Linked DNA regions of Anser cygnoides: region 2 is linked to region 1. The links are chromatin contacts, called in public Hi-C maps. All regions are on one chromosome and are shown on one strand. Each heading gives the region's core, a stretch centred on a gene start, on an enhancer-like site or on the middle of the called end of the contact. The rest is flanking DNA. Distances are from core to core; before and after follow the strand shown.

Region 1 (7,812 bases), core at 1,462-3,961:
AAAAAAAAAAAAAAAAAAAAAATTTGAGCAGGCAGTTCCTCTTTTTTCTCATAAATGTTCATGTAACGCCCTGCATTGGCAGCAGTTTAGATCCCCCAGGACAGAGGAGTGAATCAACAGCAATTAGTGGCTGGTGGCATTTACTCTCCTCCATCCTGGAAGAAGTAAACAGATGCTAGAAATGAAAGGTAGCAGATCCCAAATACCCATCATTACGGCATGACTGGCAGGAACTGAAGGGAACCCTTGAAGTATTTCCCAAACCTTTTTTTGTGGATCTCCAACCAAAAACATAGCTTCATGTGAAACATAGTTGGAAGGTAACGTCATGGGCTTTTGTATTTGTTGTCTTAGCCTTTTCCAGGTTAAAGCAGCCTTGTGTTGGTGTGATTTTTTTTTAATCTGATAATTAAGATTCTGCTTCCAGAGAGGCCTCCACAGATCAAGAAAGGCATAGGTTGTTCAGGGAGGTTATAAACCTTACAAGCAGTTAGGTTACGTAGGGCTTTTGGATGGTCTACAAGGAACAGCAGAATCTAGCAACTTCTAGGTTTATTTACCCTTAAGTGCCCTCTTGATGGCTGGTTGATGGATGGACTCAATGATCTTGAAAGTCTTTTCCAACCTAGATGATTCTGTGATCCTTAAAAGCTAGGAACAGTCTTCTCCCGCCATTGTTATTGTCCCCAGATTTTTTTCTGATCACTGGCAGAGTTCAGCCAGCCAGTCACAGTTTCACAGCAGAACAGAATTACACTTCTCAAGATTCAAATGCGTCAGTGCTGCTTAGCCCCGCCAGCTCCACACCAAGGAAACACCAAGACATTGCCTATTCCTCCTTTGTTCAGAAGACAACCTTCTGCCAGTTTATGTATCAAATACGTTTTTCTTTTGTGTGTCTTTCAGGAGCCCCCCAGAGATGCGTTCGTTGCTGTAAACATACCGAACGCCGTTGTCCCCCAGGGCTCTGAAGACATGCGTCTCCTGGGCCCTGCTGCCTGTCCTGGCCCCGGGAGCTCATCCTGTGCCGGCGCTCACACCTCGTGCAGTCACAGCAGCCCCAGCACGGCACCCTGTGAGGCCGGGGGGAACCTCCAGCAGCTTTCTGTGGTAACAGAGACCGATCACGACCATTTCCCACCTGTTCCCACAGAAGACGAATATATGGATAAAGATCTCAATGCTGCTGATTATTTATCTTTGCTGAGTCGGCCTGACAGTAAAACTGTGTCGTCGTTTTCAGAACCGGTGGAGATCGGGGAGAACGATAGCTTGAATCAGTGCTTTTCAGGAGTTGGGAGTACAGAGGACGTGTCCGTCTCTCAAGGCTCTGACTCCTTCTCCGATGCAGATGGTGCACACGCTGCCATGGACAAATATCTTCAGAAATCTTACCAACGTGTCCACAGTTGTCCAAAGGAAACAGACAGCAAAGACACAGATCGTTTTGCAACGAACCATGACTCAGAGAAGATCTGTGTAAGGTGTGGCATTTCATACCAGGAATCTCCCAGAAAGTGGAGCAAACCCTGTTGTGCTGCAGTTGACAGTGCCTCCACCTCCCCAGAAACTGGATCCTATGCACAGTGCACCTGTGGCTTGAATTTTCTCTCTGCTGGTCAGAGCACTCTAACAAGTGACCATGGTATGGAAGATGCATCTTCTGACGGTACCAGCACGAAGTACCAGAACACAAGCAGAAGCACTTCAGGGACAAACAGCAGCACTTCAGACCTCCCTCCAGCATCTGGTGAGTCCATTAGGCTTGACCTGTACGCAGTTGTATAGACTGTTCTCCGTGCTAGCTTGGTATCATCCAGAGGGTCTGATCTAGGAGTAGAGAAAAATGGCATGGTGCCTTTTTGCTTAATTGCCCTGACGCTAACCTGAAAGACAAAACTGAACTAGCAAGGCTTTTGGTTCACTGTGAATTCTGCAAATAGCGCGAGCACTGTGAGGGGTCATTGTCCTGCCATGATCTGACCAGCAATGCAGAACTCAGCGTCTGATGTGGCTGCAAAAGCCAGCCAGTCCTGTAACTCAGTAATCTTTGCTGCGGCAGGCCTTTGTATGACAGAAAACTTAGGAGAGAATGGTCACCTAGAGGCTGAGCTGAGAAGGGACAAGTAACTCTGATGGGTGTTTTTCCATTCAGCAGCCTGCACATGCATCTTTGTCCTTGCCGTTAAGTTGAGGTGCAGTTACAGTCACGTGGCCGTCAGTAAAACTCCAGCTGGAGCTGTTACCTGGTGGCCAGGGTAGGGTCTAAGAGACTGTGATCAATTTTTTGCCTTTAGCTCTTTCTCTTTGTTTTAATTTGCTAATATATAAACGTTCACCTAAAGATAATTTCATACATACATTTGTTTCTTCACATGCAAGCACTTTGTCCCAAAAACAGCTCTGAAACACTGATGTCACCAGTTTACTACTTGGCTACTAATTTACAAATCGAGTGAATATTGCAAAATAGTCGAACGAAAGCAGGGAGAAAAATCAGTGAAGCAAAACTAGCAGAAGGGAAGTTATGAGCATTTTCTGGATAAAACCTTCCTCCCTCAGACTTTTCAGTATAAAAGTCTGCAATCGTCTTGTCATGTGTTATTAGTCATTTTAGATTATAACCTCTTAAAGACAGATGCTCTGCTTTTGCATCTATGTGCTGCCGGGCGTAATGGGACCTTAGCTTTGACTGGGACATCTGAGTATTACTGTAATACACACAGCAATCGTAAGCGGTTGCTCTTCTTTAAAACCACATCATGCCTTAAGGCTTCTTACGCAGACTTTCTTGTCAATCTGCCAAAGCCCAAAAGTGACACTTTGAAGACCCGCAAGTGACATTTTGAGGGCCCTTCCCTTCTAAGCATACAAGCTGTGCAAGAACCTGAAAGCGTGCAGTGTTGATCTTTCTAAGAGCAGATACTCTTTCTACTGCTTCAGTTTCCTGAAATCTCGAAACAGTTTCGCTCCCTGATCTGTACAAAACTTAATAGTAGTAAAGAGCAGACAGATTTTATTTTTGTGGAAGGTGACTCTGAGGTAATACTGAAAGTCAAGTCTTATCTGGCCCTGCAGAAGTACTGCTTTTCTTTCTAAATCTCTCAAGAAGAGGAAGAGAAAATATTAAGAAACGTTAAGGCAAGCAGGAGAGTTTGGATGTAAGTGACATGCTGGGAAGTGCCATCTTAACTCGACGGCACAATTCTTTCTGTGTGATTTTAATTGCATCTGTGCCTTCGGGTGTGTACGTGCTACAGTGCCATCTGCTGTCACCTGAGCACAGATTCAGCGTTCCTAATTCGCCGCCACCGCGGCGTGACGGTGGAGGCACTGACCGAGCAGTGGGCAGTATGAGAGCATGGGTTTAGTTGGTAGGGAGCTAAGGTGCCTTGCTGGCAGAGGGTTTTTCAGCCCGTGGAGTGGCTGTGCCCTGCTGGTCACTCCTGGTTGCATGAGAAGGGGGAGCGGGCTTAGCAGTAGTAGCTTCCTCGCTGAAGCGCCCCAGCTCACATTTGGGGCTGTGTGTGGAGCTGTAGCAGCATCAGTCGTTTTGCTGGGCCCTGTGAGGTGCCCGGATGGGACAAATGTGCAAAATAACTTTCTGTGAAGCTTCTCAAAGCAGCTGTAGCCACCAGGCTTTGCACACAGTTGTGCTAAGACAGAACTGCCTGGAAGTGGGTGGGTGAAGAAATGGGAAGAAAAATGCCATGGGTAATTCCATGAAGTTTTGGTTTTGGTTCCTTAGCATTCAGAATGACAACAGAAGTTGCAGACTCTGCCCCTACTGTGAAATAACCTGAGAGGGCCAAAGTAAACCTCTGGACAGTTGCCGTTACAGGGGTCATGGACAGCAATTGAGGGAAGCCTTCAAGCACCCTCCCAAATCTCCCTGGAGGCAGTCAGAAGATGCAGCAGTCAGGACATGGATCACAGCCACCTCACGTCTCGTGTAGGGCTTCAGCGTAAAACACGAGTGGTTGAAGATTCATGTGACAGGGGACTAGGGGTGGTTTTGTGGAGACTTTCGCTTCCAGAGCCCAAACCAGCCTGGTTCAGCTGCAACAACCAGCTCCTACCACCCAGATGCCATTAGATGGCTCTGAGGAAATTAATTGCCTACATCGTTCCAGTTCCCAGTGAATAATTACCACAGAAATTAATCTGTCATTGTAATTAATATCATCAGGCAGTACGAAGAGATCGAAAGGCTGAAATTCTGCAGAGAAGTCTGCCTTCACTTGCCCTCTGAAGGTGTCCCTTATACTTTTCAGGTTGGAAGCACATTTCTTAGTGCAATCCAGGAAGCTCCTAGGTCCATTTTCTGTGCTTCTGTGCTTCACATTTACTTTTGTTTCAGCATAAACAGGAAGCAGTGAAGAATTGCTAGCAACATTCAACTAAACAATTTAAATGTGTTTATCCACTTTTTTTTTTTTTTTTTTACTCCATCACTTATATTTCCAAACTCTGAATCTCGTGCCGAGCACTGGTGAACTTTTGCAGTGCCTTTTTCTGAGTGGCAGGCAATCCGTATGAAAGCAAAAAGTTATTGCTGTCCTCCCGTGGTGCCTAACAGAGCCGTGCTGACAGCAAACAACCTGAACGCAGGGGAAGAGGCAGACAGGGAGAAGTCCCTGCGGTGAGCACTCTTACTGACACCTCACGGTAATCAGCAGTACTTGGAAAGACGGCAGAGAGCTATCAGTGAGGTGGTTCAGCTCAGGTAAATAGGATCGCTTGAGGGGGGCTGTTAGATGCTCCAGTGCTACCCAGACTCGGCTATGAGTGCTTTGTGTGAGGCCTTCAGTCGGCACTGCTGGCACCCAATGTGCACTGCTGGTGTGTAAACAGCACCGTCGGCTGCTGGGAAAACAGCTTTTCTCCGGGCTCAGCTGCAACCAAACTGTGAAGGTCTCAAGTGTTGAGGAGAGCATTGAGAAAATGCACAAAACGTCTGTGAGGGGCACGGTCAATCTGCAAGTCATGGTTAAGCGAAGCTCAGCAGGAAAAAAACATTTCTAAGGAGAAGTGTTCATAGGCTACAAGAGTTATTTATTTGGTTGTTTTGGTCAACTTTGTTTAATTTCAGGGAAGTTTGTTAGTTTGTTGTTGAAACTTTGTTCTCAGTTATTTTCTTTCCACTCCAAGGGAAGTTTATTAATTCCCAGAGCCTGGTCCTGCTGTCGCTTGAGTCAGTGACCCAGTCCTTGAGTGAGACAAAGATTGGATTTATACTGAGAAATCTCTAGCCGCAGGCAGACTTACTGAAGCCGTAACTCTGTTAGGCTGCTGTATTATAGACTCTCTTTTCCCCGTAGCCAACATATATCCCGTTAAATCCATGAGGGCACTGGATGAGGGCTGGAGTGTGCCTACGTGGGAGATGGGACAATACAAGATAATCGTATAAGCTCTGTGTCATTTGGACGCTGTGACTGCAAGGCCTAACATTAAGTCATTCAGGACTTATTCAATAAACCTGCTGCCTAGCCCTCACCATAGGAGTGATTGCTTACCAAGGGGGAAAAGGCAATGTGATGCCTGGGGCTCTAAAACGCATCTAAGAATTAGAAATGATAGCTGTTTCCTCACAAACCGCGTGTGGAGGCGGCCTGGGAGCAGCTCAAGCATCCAGAGGCCATGGGAAGATGAGGTTATCTCGCGTGCTCTTGCTTGCAGGAGAGCAGTGTAGAGAGAGAACTTTTCCAAATGCTGCAGACAGGCTCCCCGAGGGTGACAGGCGTCGTCCCGAGGCGGCACAAGTGGAAATCATGAGAGAGCCCCGTGGAAGGCATTGATTATAAGAGCATCCCTATGTCACGGGATAAAAATAATGGAACAAAAGTAAAGCTATCGCGGCGGATTACATTCACCGTGCTAAACACCCGCCTCATGAGAGAAAATATTAATCACGCCTGTCTTCTTTTCTCCCCCGCTCCTTCCCCAGGAAATGTGACTGGAAACAGTAACTCCACGTTTATTTCCAGTGGACAAGTAATGAATTTCAAGGGAGACATCATCGTCGTCTACCTTAGCCAAAACTCCCAGGAGGGGGCAACGGCCTCGTCAGGGGCGGCCTCGGAGAACGTGGGCAGCCCGGTGCAGGAGGAGAACCCCAGCCGCTGCGAGACCTTCGCCGGCAACGCGCAGCACTACAAGGAGAAGTGCGCCGAGCTGCACGCCGGGGGGGCCGCCGGGCCGCGGCACCACCACACGGCCACGGTGCCGAGCCCGGGCCTACGCCATGAGGCCTCGCAGCCCGTGCAGGAGGAGGGGAGGCTGGGACACTCCTCGGAGAAGGTGTTGAACTGACGGCCCGCAAGGGGGTCAACCCCGAATCCCGGTTGTTGCGACGGATTCGTTTCTTCGGAGGCCGCTGGGGTCCCCTGGGAGAGCGCTGAGGGACTCCCCCTGTGTTCCTCCCCGGGCAGCAGCGAAGGACGGCCGAGGGAAACCCTCAGGCTGGGGGACTTGGCCAGGGGGAGAGTGTGAATCACCGGATGTCCCCTCCTGGAGAGGGGGCAGCGTGCTGGAAGGGGCCCCAAGCACTGCCCAGGTGTTGTTTTTGTTTTTTTCCTCTGGGCAGGAATTTAGTAGCTGTATCAGGTGAACCATTTCACGGGGCCTTGGTCCTCCTCGATACCTCTGGTGGTAGAAGGAAGCGACAGCCACCTCTACTCCTGGCAGGGATCGGGTGCGTGGCTCCAGCCCTTCCCATCTTTCCCCAAAGGAACAGGCGCTCCAGTCCTAAACCAGTGCAAAAGTCAGGATCTGTGCCTGCCCCTTGCTAACTTGTGGGTGTGATTGTGTGTAGTGCCGCCCGCGTTACGGTAACAGGCACATTAGCACTGATATGCCTTGAAAGCGTATCAGATTAATCCTGAGCAAAGAGCATTTATAGTTCTGAACCCTGATTCACCTCTGCCTTACTGCATCTCCCCAGAGGAACTCAGACCCCTGAAGCTAAAGATGAGCGACATGTGCCTGGCATGCTGTAGCACAAATCATGTCACTGAGGTTTAAGCCACAGAACTGCTAGCAGGTGGGGGAAGGATCTAGGGCAAGTAGCTGCAGACATTTCCTGAGTGACAGGAGAGCGCCTGAAGATGGAGAATTTGGTCAGGGTCAGACACGTGTTCCTTCATCTGCCCAAACAAATTTGTCTTTCCCCTTGATATTTTAATTAGTAAGCAGAACATTATTTGGGCAGCACGAAACTGTTTCCAGAGCTTGGCCTGTCTGAGCTGAAATCGGAGCATAACCACTGTCACACTAAGCGCTGACAAGCTATGGGACCAGGGGGCTGGATTTAAAGAACAGTAGTAGCTGTCGTTAGTAGGGTCTCAGCTGCTCGGTTGGCTTTTGTTCAGGTCCTGTATCCTTCAGCCTCCTCCACCAGTGACCATGGAGAGAAAGGTGAAGGGAACAGAGACTCAGGGAAATCCCAGGAGGAGATGTTGATATTTTTAATGTTTTCCTGACATGGCGTAATTTTCTGATATTCTCCTGCATTGTGTGAGTGCTGCAGGAGGTTTTCTTCAGCCTGAGCCTTCAGGAGGATCAGTGCTGCATTTCGTACTAGACAGCAAAGGGGTCTCTTGTTGAGTGTGATCTCATCCGCCCTGACTGAAAAGATCTCTGGCAGGGAGGGCTCCTCTTCATGAAGGTTTTAAAGCTGAGAGGTTTATCACCTAGCTGCCCTGTTTGCAGTAGTACTGCTCTGGGGGTGAAGAGAAATTAGGAAGCTAACAGGGTGACCACTGTGCCACGATGAATCATAGAATCATTAACGTTGGAAAAGATCATCTG
Region 2 (7,812 bases), core at 1,848-4,347, 40 kb after region 1:
ACACCCTCAGCCTACACTGAACTTATTTTCCAGTAACTTTAAATCCAAAGCTATGTGTAAACTATTTAAACTGTGTTTAATACAGTATATTTATTCCTGCACAGGGTGCAAATGAAATCAGGACTATGGGTCATCTTCTGAATTTCACTAGGTACATTAAGTCTGAAAAATGCATGTCTTCATTCCGCACATGCGTATTGAAAAAAATCTCATTCCTTAAACATAGCTTTAGCTTTCAAAACTGTCTAATAACGTACCATGAAATGATCTATCCATCATGTCTAATCTTAAATGATAAAGACTTCCTGCCAATACCATTTTAAATTTACTTGAAGAGGAAGTTATGGTATCAGATTTTAAAAATCAGTATTAAAGCAAGCACTTAAATACATTTTTCCGTTATTGAAAATATAATCAGGCTGCAAATTATGTGTTTGGGAAGATGGCTAAGTAAATGTCGCCATTTTATCAGTTGACTTGGTTTTTGACTGAGATCCAACCTTAGAGGTGATACTGACACCCTAACCCTTCCACATACCATCAGGCTGCCTTGCTCCAAGCCACTAGACCCCATCTGCACCCATTATGCACAGAGGAATATAAGCTTGTTCAGCTCATCCTGAAAAAGAGGACAAAGGAAAGAATAAATGAGCTCAAATATTCAAAAACCATTAAAGCAATAAGATTTTTTTTTCAATGTAATAACATATTGATTTGTCAGGTTTTGTTTTCAGTGAATTTCAAATTGTCGTGTTCTCAAGACTTTTTTCTTCCAGAGAGTCCTGACTAAAAGGTAATGATCACCTGTTTCACAAAAGGTAAGCTACTCAAAAAAACACCAACTCTCATAAGATAAATGGCAAATCATGAGTGAGCAAAACTGCTCCAAACCTTTATTGGGGATCTTTACTTGCTGCTCTAGTTAGGCTATTCCCTCCATATGTACCGCACCATAACTAGCTGGTGTGTAGCTGCTTTGAGTGATTTGCACTTGTTTTCCTGCAAGTCTATGGTATGCATCATGCAGAAGTCGCAGTTCTTTCTCCCATCTCCTCTAACATGCTATTAAGAAAATCAGATTAGAACATCTCAAGGGCAGCGTATCACAGCAGTGTTCGTGCATTGCCCCGCTGCTTTCTTCTTCCATTCCCAGCCCTGAGTTTCACTTTCATTTCCTCTGGATACTCAGAGTCCTTGTTCCACATTGTCCTGTTTCTTCTTGCTGCCAACTCCCTGAGCTACTGAAATGCTTCTAAGCCCACTTAGAGTATCTTTGTTTTCTTTTTGCCTTCTCACACCAGTCCCTTTCCTGTTTTTTTTTTTTCTTGTTTTGTTTTGTTTTTCCTATATTGCAAATCTGTTTTCCTCAGGTATCATAATTTAAACCATTAGAAAACCAGAGATACAAAGGGGCTGAGTTAATCAGGTTCTTCAGCTTAGTTGTGAAACTTAGCATCAGCTTGGGAACTATCACATCGGGATGGACGTAGGCACATGCTCAAGTATTTTCTGGACTTGGGGAGTGTACTTTCAACCATTACCCTCATGCATGTGCAATTTTTCATACCTTTGTGGACTTATGAATGGTTCAGTGGACTTTCTCTTTCTCTCATTGCCTTCTTCCCTCCCACCAAAATTAAATTCATTTTCCCCCCTCCATGGTGTCATCTGTTTGGAACTATGTCACGTTTTATTCGAATCACATATTGTTAAAATATGAGAAATGTTATTTCTAACACCCATACAATTTTAATTCTGATCCTGCAAATTCTATTCAGATGAAACAGCCGTTCAAAGTAGAGGCCTCTGGTCATGTTTCAGTAAATCCATGATTTCAGCTTAGTATATCTGCTGTGATAGTCATGGCTGATTTTATTTGGAAACAAAACAAAACAGAAAACTCGTAATAATGAGACAAGAATTATTGCTTCATAATGGTAAGAAAATATTATCTTGGGATATTATGATAACTGTTCTATTAACTGTAAGTATTTGGAGTGATTCATCGGTCCAGCCAGGCCCTAACCAGTGAACAGCATAGGAAGATAAAATGGAAGAATAAAGGGGTTTATGAGACCTCTTACACCTACTCTTCACCTTCCTGGTTCTGGGACTGATGAAGAACTGCTAGCAATCTGGGAGAAAACAGTAGAACAACTTCCTGCTCCCTGCTACATTTCTGCTGTCACAAGCCTTGGAAGAGGCCGTGATGGCAGTGACCATGGTCTGTGAAGGTAATGAAAGAGTGGAGTTAGCTGAATCGGGTTCAAGTCTATTTGTGTTACTAGAAGAGGTCAAAGCAGCCATTAGGAAAGTATAAACCTAACATATACTACCTAAAAGTTTATTTTTTAATAGAATGTATGTATGTGAGTATATGTACTCACTGAATATATATAAGAAATCAGGATATGGTTTAGTCTGTAACCACCACTGAAGAGTACACTGAAGGTCTGTGTCAAATCTGAACGATGCATGCAAGATTATTACAATCTGCATGACATTTACTTGGTTGTTTAATAAATAGGCTCTTTCATGGCAGCACAATCAGCTCCCGGACAGACAGATAAGGGGGGGGTTAGCAGCGGCCCTTCGTACTTTGTTGCTGTAAGCTGTTTAGGGACGCTGCTTTGCATAATTCTAATTAGCGGGCCACATTTTGTTCTTCACCGTGATGGGACGGGTTTTGCGATTCTGTTTTCAGTTACGCCGTCTTTATGTAAACGTGCGGGAGCCGGAGCAAGAAGCAAGATTGCTCGGGCTGTTCAATCCGATAACTGCGGGCTCCCCGCAGGCCTGGGAACAGAGCAGGGCGGCGGCAGCGCCCTCACAGCGCCCACCCTTAGGGAACCCTTCCTCCTGGCGGCGCCCCCCTCAGCACGCCACACACCCCCCGCAGCGGCCCTAACGGCCCCAACGGCCGCCCCGCCCCGCGGTCGCGAGCGCGCTGACGTCGGCGGCGCCGATAGGGGCAGCGGCAGGAGGAGGAGGCGGCGGCCGGGGGGGCGCTGCGGGAGCCGCCGCCCCCTCCCTCCCTCCCTCCCTCCGGCCCCCCCCGTTTCCCGGCACGCACCGGAGCGTTGCCCCCGCGCGCGCCTCTCCCGCGCCGGCAGGGCCGCGGCGGCGATGAGCGGCGGCTCCGCCTGAGCGCCGCCGCCACCCCCCTTCGTCCCCTTCCCCTCCGCGCCCAGCCCCGCAGCCGGGCCCCGCGGGACGCTGGCGGCCGCCCCTCGCCGAGGATGCTGAAGATGAAGCTGCCCCTCAAGCAGACGAGCCACAAGGCGGCGGCGGCGGAAGAGGCGGCGGCCGCGGGGCTGGGGCTGAAGGAGCCCGGCGCGGCCCTGGACTGTCACCTCCAGCTGCAGCAGCTGCCCCGGCCGCCGGCCCGCGGGGGAGCCGCCGCGGGGAGGGGGTGCGGGCCGGACAGGCCGAGCCAGCTGCACGGCTTGGGAACCGGGACGGGGCCCGGGCCCGGCCCGCCGCCTCCCCCCGCCGCCGCCGCCGCCACGCCGAGCGCTGCCGGTGGCGGTGCCGGCGGTGGGCCCGGCGCGGCGGCGGCCCGCACCGACAAGGAGACGGTGTACGAGTGGTTCGGGCTGGTGCTGGGCTCGGCGCAGCGGCTGGAGTTCATGGTGGGGCTGCTGGACCTGTGCAACCCGCTGGAGCTGCGGTTCCTCGGCTCGTGCCTGGAGGACCTGGCCCGCAAGGACTACCACTGCCTCCGCGACTCGGAGGCCAAGGCCAACGGGCTGAGCGACCCCGGGCAGCTCGGCGACTTCCGCGACCCGGCCGTGCGCTCCAAGCTCATCGTCTACCTGGCCCTGCTGGGCTCCGAGAACCGCGAGGCCGCCGGCCGCCTGCACCGCCTGCTGCCCCAGGTGGACTCCATCCTGCAGAGCTGCCCGGCAAGGCGGCCCCCGGCGGGCGCTGCCGAGGAGGAGGCGGCCGAGGAGGAGGAGGACGACGACGACGACGTGGTGGTGGTGATGGACGGCGCCGGGGAGAACGGCCAGGCTCCCCTCCCCGCCGCCCAGGGCCTGGGCTTCGGCGCGCAGGAGGAGCTGCTGCTGCTCTTCACCATGGCCTCGCTGCACCCGGCCTTCTCCTTCCACCAGCGGGTCACCCTGAGGGAGCACCTGGAGCGCCTGCGGAGGGCCCTGTGCGGGGACCAGGACGAGGAGGGCTTCGGCCGCCCCCGAGCCCAGGTAACGGCGTGCCCCGCGCCCTGCCCTCCCGCTGGGCGCCCTCCCCTTTCTTCGCCCCCTCCCCGTGATTTTCTAGGAGCCGAGGCGAAGCCCCCCCACCCCCGTGGGATGGGCAGAGGGCACCCAGAGAGCCCTGCCCCCCTTCTCTGTAGGGCCTGCTGCGAATGTGGGGCTGTGACGTAATACTGCCCGGTATGACGTAGTGGGGGGGGGGGGGGGTGCTTTTTCTGGCCAGCCATGCTTTCTGGTGCGCTGCCTTTAGAGCCCCCGTGTTGCTAGAGCGTAGGATGCAGAGTGCCCGTAAAGCTCGAGCGGCTGCCTCGTACGCTGCAGGCCGCTGAAGAAGTTGCACGATGCAGAAGTGCAAGCGGCAGCTTGGCTAAACTCGTAAAAATAATCATAACGCCAGATCGAAACCATACGGCCTGAGAGAGCTTGCTGCAGGGGCTCCAAACAATAGAAGGTGTTGGGGCAATTTTCACGTGGAAGCTGCTCTCTCCCCCCAAAAATGAGACTTGGCAAGGATCAGGGCTGTAGTTAAGGGTCAGCGGCCGCGAGGCTGGTTCTCAAAAGCCGCGTTCCGTGAGGTGGTTGAAGGCCTTTGGGAAGGGGTGGTAATCGTTTTACTAAACGAGCAAATTAAAATGTCACAACTGCAACTTCTGTTCAGAGAAAAGCTTAATTTCTGGGTGGCTGTCAGGAAGCAGCAGAGCACATCTTGAAAGCAGATGTGCCACTTGTTGCTGGAAGGTGGCTGTCACAGAGCGAGGACTCTCCATGAGTGGCACTGAAGCATTCTCATATGCAGCAGCAATATCTAAACGTGGGTTTTTCCCCCCTGGCCACCCATTGCTGCCCTTTTGGTGAATGTTTGCTTTAAAAAAAATCCGCCCCATATTTATGCAACCAAGTCATCGTCTTGGAGCTCTGCAGTTTTTGGTCTATAGATGGCCTCTCGTGCAAAGAGGAAGAAAGGGCTGGAAGATAGGTACTTACAATGCAGATAGGCTGTTAAAACCAACACATTCGTCAGGGGCTTAACAGAAAAAGGTACAAACATTTTTTTTTTAAATTTACTTTTGATGCTGTCCAGTTCATCCACTCACAGAAAACTGCTGTGATTCTAAAGGAATGGCCCTTGATCTGCTTGGTAAAGACAGGATGTGCTTTTGAGGACTACTGAAAGGAGACAGGGATTTTTAAGACTTCAAATATGCTAAGTACACGCTTGTACCATTTTAAGGCCAAAGCACATTTGGCAGGTCATAAACTAGTGGGTGGATGTTATGGTACTGAAATCATACTGAATTCATAGCATAAGTCCAAAAAGTGTTTATTTTGGCTCACTGAGCTGTATCGAGTCTAGCTCTCCCAAAATGTCCTGCAAGTCCCTGTAGAGGGGGGGAAGATGGGGTTACAGGAAGCGGTAAGGCTGGACGCTGCCCTTGCTGGGTTTGAAGTGCTAATAACTAGAAGCACGCTTCCTGGCTGAAGCTGGCACACCAGCTCTAAGTGCTCAGCGTGCCCCACCAAAGGCACTGGGAGAGCAGGCTCCCATGAACTACTGGAATTGCAGTCTGCTCCGTGTGGCGTTCTGGCTTCGGCGTAAAAGCAGGCTTCCAAGTTGTGGTGGTTTCTTCTGCAGAGGGAACACGGAGAGATCCGAACCAGCTTGGCTGAACATGCATGTCACATACTGCCTGGTCTGCGCAGGGCTCAACTGCATGCCTTCTGCAAGGTTTTTTTTTTCTTATTGGTTAAACTGTAAATAGAGCAGAGCCTCTTCTGGGAAGCAGCGGCTGACAGGGCACAGAGGGACTGCTGTGTTTCTGCCGAGGCTGTTCAGTTCAGGTTTGCAGGGACCCTGACAGGTGAAAATGGAAGGTGACGGAGTCAGCGTGGCTCAAGGCTTCCCTCACAAAATGCCGCTGTTCCGTTACACGGGGCCGATTTAAAATCCCGTCAGGCGCCCGCGTGCTCGTTCCCCCCCCCCGCACCCCGCGCAGGGTCGGTGCCCGCCGCCCCGCGGCGGCTGTGAGGGCCGGGCCCCGCGGCTGCGGCCCGCCCCCGCCCCCGGCCCCCATCATGGCGCCCCCCCGGCGGCGCTGCGGGCCCGCCGGCCCCGCCGCTTCCCGCCCCCTCCAAGATGGCGGCGGCGCGGCCTGCGCTCGGCGTCACGTGCCCGCAGGGCGGGATCCTCCCCGGCCCGCACGGGGGGGGGGCGTTGCGTAACGGGGAGGCTCGCGGGCGGCCAATGGCAGCGCGCCGTGGGGGCGCGTGCGGCTCCCCCGGGGGGGGGGGGGGGGGGGGGGGGCGTTAGGTGCGGTGAGGCCCTGGCACAGGCTGCCCAGAGGAGCTGTGGGTGCCCCATCCCCATCCCTGGGGGTGCTCAAGGCCAGGCCGGATGGGGCCTTGGGCAGCCTGGGCTGGTGGGAGGTGTCCCCCCCCGTGGGAGGGGGCTGGAACCGGGCGGTCTTTAGGGATGTCAGGTAGCTTACTTTTTTCTCATGCTTGGGACTGTGTTTTCTGGTTAGGGTCTGCGCTGCCCGGTAACATGGAGCTCACGTGGAAGTTGCTTCTTGACAAGGATCTAACGGGAGACCAAGAAGAGCAGCGATCCTATTCTAATGGTTCTTTAAGAACCTAACGCTTTGTAACGATACCCTTTTACAAATTCAGATGGAAATAATAGGCTCAAAACTTGTGAGGGTTAGCACTGTTGGAGTGGGATGGGCAGAGGTAGGATTGCCTTATAATTGCATAAACTTGTGTTCTGAAATACTATGTTTATTTAAGGTAAAACACCTGATACAACTTGCAAATTTCTAAATGAAGATGTAGGGAAAAAAAAGTCATCGACGCATTAAGCTGTGCAGAATATGGACTTTGAATCTGGAGTTGGTGTATAAAAAGAAGGCAGCAGCATTCACATCTGTAGTCATAAAAAACCTTACTAATGACCAAAAAGTACACTGATACCACTAACGTATATCAGTTTAAGTAGCAGAACAGCTTAATTCTGGTGTTGATTATGTATGTTTAATAAGTCCATCAGGATCAAACCTGTTCATGGCCTATCTTGCTCGAACCCAGATCTATGGTCTGAATGCTGAAATAGCGAAGGAGGTCTGAGTACATACAAACATGATAAATGTGGCTTGCGTAATACGCGGGAGCATTTAATCAGGAATACTTGATGGTAATAGAACTAAGGTTCTACTGAAATAAGCAGTCTCCTGCAGATAATGGCTTGCTGAATAGTTTTATAATTACCTGGCTTGAGGATTCTTCACACAAAAAGTCCCTACTTAAAAATAAAGGGAAAGTTTCTATTTACAGGGTATTTTGTTTAGTAGGCTTCTATTTATAGTTTATTTTGTCTGCAAATTAGAAGAGTGCTTTTATGATTGATCTTCAGTGACTTGCAGCAGCACCAGGTACTAGAACTTAATTTTAGATCCTAAGAGCTCTGAGAGAAGAAAAACGCACACAATCGAAACTGCAGTGTACTCAAATACTCCTTTAAGTATCATGGTGTCTGGTTTAAATAAGAGACAGAAGGATAAAGATGACTTTTTATTGTTGGCAAGAATCTTTTAAATTGTGG

What was found. A called contact is a pair of places that touch in the nucleus more often than the background predicts.
Region 2: a Hi-C map of liver shows a contact between it and region 1, with 3 times the contacts expected there. The contact joins the promoter of ZCCHC2 here to the enhancer-like site in region 1. A contact is called at or near these places in 2 of 7 Hi-C or Micro-C datasets (both in liver).

The regions. Positions count from the first base shown.
Region 1 is chr2:82,541,075-82,548,886 of Taihu_goose_T2T_genome, forward strand. It overlaps TNFRSF11A (TNF receptor superfamily member 11a), which reads left to right. Exons shown (of 10, transcript XM_066992527.1): 9 at 907-1,750; 10 at 5,951-7,812. The coding sequence ends at 6,315. Among named protein-coding and RNA genes, the nearest start is that of TNFRSF11A, 22 kb to the left of the region's middle. Within about 2 kb of position 2,712, at least 2 of the 3 cell types and tissues checked have open chromatin away from gene starts, as enhancers often do. A contact at or near this core is called in liver, where this site is marked.
Region 2 is chr2:82,580,486-82,588,297 of Taihu_goose_T2T_genome, forward strand. ZCCHC2 (zinc finger CCHC-type containing 2) reads left to right here and starts at 3,098. Exons shown (of 13, transcript XM_066992532.1): 1 at 3,098-4,205. The coding sequence starts at 3,240. It overlaps LOC106039942 (a long non-coding RNA gene), which reads right to left and starts at 2,962. Exons shown (of 4, transcript XR_001209581.3): 1 at 2,388-2,962; 2 at 539-619.